Regions from separate parts of the Capsicum annuum genome. Here region 1 is linked to region 2. Evidence: chromatin contacts called from public Hi-C data. All regions are on one chromosome and are shown on one strand. Each heading gives the region's core, a stretch centred on a gene start, on an enhancer-like site or on the middle of the called end of the contact. The rest is flanking DNA. Distances are from core to core; before and after follow the strand shown. Region 1 holds the start of LOC107844240 (50S ribosomal protein L18). Region 2 has its middle 25 kb from the start of LOC107844196.

Region 1 (2,700 bases), core at 177-2,676, 130 kb before region 2:
GGTGGAAAACCTTAGGAAAAGCAAGTTCATATGCATTAAGCTGGTGCTTCTTATGCAAGGAGACGGGTGAGGATGTTGATCATCTGCTACCACATAGCAACCTGACTTCGAAACTGTGCTGGGATATGTTTAACTGGTTTGGTATGTCTTGGGTGATGCCTAGCCTCCGGCCCCTTATTTATTTTTGGTGCACCTATATGTAGTGCCGGTTTGTGTAGAGGATTGGGTGTCTCGTAATTGTAGGTTCTTTACTTTTTGGCATACGGTCGATTCTGGCCTTGTGATTAATGAATCTATTTACCTGATCCAAAAAAAAAAAAGAAATCTCTGTATTGCCTGAGAATGAACACTTGTGTCATATGGGCTTTTGCTTCCGAATTTCTCAAACGTCTAAATTCCATAAAAATCCAATCTTTAAAAAGGAACATTGTCATTTCAGCTGAATTTTAGAAATTGGATGGTTCTCTTCTGTCCAGCTCCTATGTTTTCCACATCAATCAGAAGAAAAGACTTAAAAAAAAAAATCTCCTTGAATTAACTGATATCATTGCGATTGTATCCCTACTCCGTAGCAACACAACGACAACAACATACCCAGCGTAATCACACAAGTGGTGTCTCGATAGTGTGTACGCAGACCTTACCTCTTCCTCAGCAACACAAAAGACCAAAAATAAAAGAGGGATTGGGGAGGAGCAATCAGATAAGGTGGAAACATATAGTTACAGTTAAGCAGAAACACAACGAAATAATCAAACTATTGTGCCCTCCTTCACATTTTGTTCGACTTAGTTACTATCTACCATCACTAATATTCCAACTTTGTTCAAAAATTTGTTTGCCCATTCACTCTTTATATTAAAAAAAAATGCAGACTGATTCTAATTAGAGCAAGAAAGTGACAGAATAAACCAGAAATTACAGGGCAAAAAATACCCTCAGAAAATAAATAAAATAGTAGAAATAGATGAAGAAAGACAGAAAGAAGATACCTGGTGGAGAGAGAGATTTGAAGGGAAGGGTGTTGAAGAAGAAGACGAAGAAATATTGAGTTGGGGTAAAGAAGAAGACCATGAAAGGGAATTGGGTTTTTGTGATTGAAGGAATTCAGATGAGAGGGAGAAACATAGAGTAGGTGCAAATGATGAAGAAGCCATTCTTCCTCACTCTTCTTCACTAAGCTATTCCTATCCCTGTCAACACAAAACAACACGCACCATATATGGCCTACTACTCCCCCCTCCCTTAGCTTTTTAGATGGAGTAGCCAGGAGTAACAAAAATTAGTGTCCAATCAAAATTAAGCCACAATTTCAATTAGTTTAGTACTATAAATGAAAAGTAATCACTTTGTAATACTCTCTTTTAACCCCATATTAATTGATTATCTTATCAAAAATAAATGTCTCATATAAAATTGTTACCTTGTTAGATCAAATTAGAAATTGTATATATACATACAAATTCACTTTAGAGATTACATATGGGCTTGAAATTTATTTTGTATACAAATACAAGTCTTTAGAGAGATTTGTATTTGAGCCTCAAAGTTCGTCCTCAAACATATATGAATCCCAAAAGTCGAAATATACTATTTAATCTAAATGTTAGCTGTAAATCATAATTATTTTAAATATTAGCTATTTTAGATAATTATCAGTTGATGTTTTCAATTGCACATATTTTTTCCTATTGTATTGGATGCGTAACTTTTTTGTTCGACCAAGATGAATAACTACTTAACTAGGTGTACCATCTTACAATCTTATCCTAATGGGCCTCTATGCATCCCTCATACTGGCCACTAAGCCCAAATAAACTTGCATAGGCCCATTTAAGAGGGCAGCTCCTAAGTTCTATTGGGCTCTTTCCTGCTGGACCTTCGTGCTAAGTCTACCAAGGTGCTTTGTACTAGTCTAAGTGTGCATCGGTCGGTTCGATTTGATTTTATACGTTATTGGTTCGATTTATCAGTTTTTCATTTTTGAATATGCAAAATCAATAATCAACAAATAAGATATTTTTTATCGATTTTTTGTCCTTAATGGTTCGATTTTCAATTTAACCAATAAAAAAATACTCATAAAATAAAAATAGTAACAACTAACATAAAAAAATAGAATCTTAGTTGTCGCCAAACTCCTACACAATATATATATAAGTAGTATAGTTATTTATATATATATATATATATATATATATATAACATAAATTGGGGTAAAACAATAATTTAGTATATCCTTATTGAGTTATCAGTTAACCGATAACCCAATAAGCTAAAATCGATCCATTAATCCAATAATTTTTTTTATAAGATCAATAAAAAAATTGTCAACCCAATAACCCAATAACAATTTTTATCGATTCAATTTATCGGTTGATTCGGTTTTTGCACACCCCTACAAGTCTACAAGCCGAGGTATATAGCTGAATTACATCATATCTTCTTTCTTTTTTGCAAAATTACTAAAAACCTCTGAATAATTCATACGAGTACATAATTCTTTCAAATAAATCTCTTAATTTTATACAGATATATCATATTCTTTCAAATACATCTCTCAATTTTACACAAATACATTATATTCCACATAAATACATCACCTAACTATACACGAATACATCACATACTTCAATGATATATCCAAACTTTTAAATAAAATTAAGAATTTATATAATTATTCAAAAAGGTTGGATTTTA
Region 2 (2,700 bases), core at 69-2,568:
GTTGTTTTACACCATTTAAATATATTTTTTTCCTTAAAATTAGATACTTATACTTAAAATTCAATGTCTGCATACATGACATTTATGATGATTACCATAAAAATTTTAATTTTTTTTTATACATAATATATTTTTTACATAATATTTAACTATGATGTTATAAAGAGGTAATTTTACAAAGAGTGTACCACTGTAATAAACGTCATTGCTGTTTTAGATAGAATATCATTATAGTGAAGTAAAATATAATATGAAAAATCGGTTTAAGGAAAATCAGATCGCTACAATGAAATATTGTTATAGCAAGATGACGTTATAAAGAGACCACATTGTACAACCCTTAAATTTATCTAAAAATTTTGTTTGGAATTTTAAAATTAGCTTTATTTCAATTAAACACAATAATAAGTATAATTTTATTCCTATTAAATACAACAAGATGAAAATTCATTATATAAATAAAATATGTGTAGTTGATCGCCTGATGTGGTCCTGTGGAAAAAATATGCCACATATTAAAAATAAGATGTCATATTCAAAATAAAACTTCACATATATACCATCTGACCATTGCTTCAATGGCATATTCTTTTTTGGAAAAAGAGTTAAACATATATCTAAATTTTTGTGAAATTTATTATAACACGTCTTAATTTTGTGGAGGTCTTATGACCCTTCTTGACTATTTGTTATTGTATTTTTGTGACATATATTTATCCAGTTGGAGTACTTCAAATCCTTACGCGTTGTGCGTGTATTCATGCAGTGATCCAACCAGATAAATATATACTACAGAAATACAACAATAAATAGTCGAGAGAGGTCATAAGACCCCCACAAAGTTGAGGCAGGTTATAATAAATTTCGTCAAAGTTTAGATATATTTCGAACTATTTCCCTTTTTTTTGGATCAAAGTTTAGGTATATTTGGCATGGAGCCACATATAACTATTTTTAAGACATCTCGTAGATGTTTGTTCATGAAATCTAAAATTTTTTAAAGTTAAAATTTAAATTGAAGTTTGGAGTGGTGTTTGACTATAAAAATGAAATGGAATTGTTTTTAAGTGTTGTTTGAGAAATAATAGTGAAAATAAGATTAACTTATTTTCATTTTTTTAAGTACATTTCTCAGATATATTTCAAATTTTTATAATCAAACACTATAACTTTTACTAAAATAAAATAATTTTTTAAAATAATAATACATTCTCAGGATCAAATATCCCAATCAAAAGCAACCATGGACCACATGATGGGTAGAAAATATGAACACTTGCACGAGACGTCAGAGCGTTAAAAGGAAGCAGATTAATTACTGACCATAAAAATGCCTATTGTGATTGAAGAGGTGTCGGGACACGATTCGAGATATTTTCTTCGCTATAATTGTTGGTTACCACATTTTAGGTTGGCTTAGATTTGTTCAATAAATGTTGGTTAGCCCACAATTAAAATGGGAAAAATTACCTAAAACCACAACATAACTATCTAAGCTTTTAAAAATTCGTCCACTTCTTAAAAATACTTAAATCCCAACATTTCATACTTCTTATTATTTTTGAGATACAAGTTAACCCTACATGTATCTAATGTATGTATCTAATGTAATTAACTTGTATCATCAGAGGTCAAATGTTGGAATTTTAGGAGATTTTGAAAGAAGTTGGGATTTTTAGTAATTAATGGTTAATATGTCGGTATATATGTAAAATTGTTAAGAACTCTACGGTATGAAAACAAAACTGTTTGTGACGCTGAACCGAATTCCCGATAGATAAGAGAAAATCGAAAATACCCCTTATCTCATACTACTCTCTCGATACAGAATCTAATATTTTGAAAAAAAATACAATACAAAAATTTCTCATATCGAATTTGAAGTGCCATGCTATTATTACTTAGTATTCATATGGCGAAAGCATAGTCTTCTTTTTTCTCTCAAATAAAAACCTCATACACGAAGAAAAAGTTTCATGATGGATTTTTTCTTCTAAAAATATATCTTCTATACATATCCAATGCATCCAATATTTTATGTGTGGAATACGTATTTCATCCTTCGTATAATGATTCCTCACACGTACTAGGTGACAAAAATGAATCTTACATTTCTAGTTCACTCATAAAATAAATATTATCTAAAATTATACTATCAGAAAACAAATTATCATCCTACATCGAAATAGAACTCCAATGATATGAGAACCGATGGTTTAAATAGGGCCTCATACAAAATGAAAGAAATAACTACTTTTATTTACGAGATATATTTCCTATAATGTTGTTGATGACATCAGAATTGAGAAGTGCCCTTTACTAGATATATTCATTTACCATACAATATGTGATATGTAATCCCTTCGTTCAACAATACTTATTTATTAGATATTTTACTATATCATTCTTAGAAGATAATAAAAATCAATGCATTGATAAATCTATTGAGAGATGAATAATATAGCATGGGTAAAATAGGCAAAAGAGATAAATTATTCATATTAATTTGATAAGGTTCGATATTTTGATTTTTGATTTCAGTATTTTGCGATATGGTAATCGATAGTTATAGTTTGTTCAACTTCGACAATATATCCTCATATAATAGAGTGTAATTACTTAGACTTTCAAAAGCACATCTCATTTGTATCGTAAATACACGTTACACATGTAAAAATATTCAAAAAGAAGTATAAACTA

The links. A called contact is a pair of places that touch in the nucleus more often than the background predicts.
Region 1: a contact with region 2 is called in a Hi-C map of leaf, with 1.9 times the contacts expected there. The contact joins the promoter of LOC107844240 here to the enhancer-like site in region 2. A contact is called at or near these places in 3 of 5 Hi-C or Micro-C datasets (bud, leaf and placenta).

Annotation. Positions count from the first base shown.
Region 1 is chr1:201,252,091-201,254,790 of UCD10Xv1.1, reverse strand. It overlaps LOC107844240 (50S ribosomal protein L18), which reads right to left and starts at 1,426. Exons shown (of 2, transcript XM_016688703.2): 1 at 993-1,426. The coding sequence starts at 1,157.
Region 2 is chr1:201,119,654-201,122,353 of UCD10Xv1.1, reverse strand. No RefSeq gene overlaps it. Among protein-coding and RNA genes, the nearest start is that of LOC107844196, 25 kb to the right of the region's middle. Within about 2 kb of position 1,318, at least 3 of the 5 cell types and tissues checked have an H3K27ac peak or open chromatin away from gene starts, as enhancers often do. A contact at or near this core is called in leaf, where this site is marked.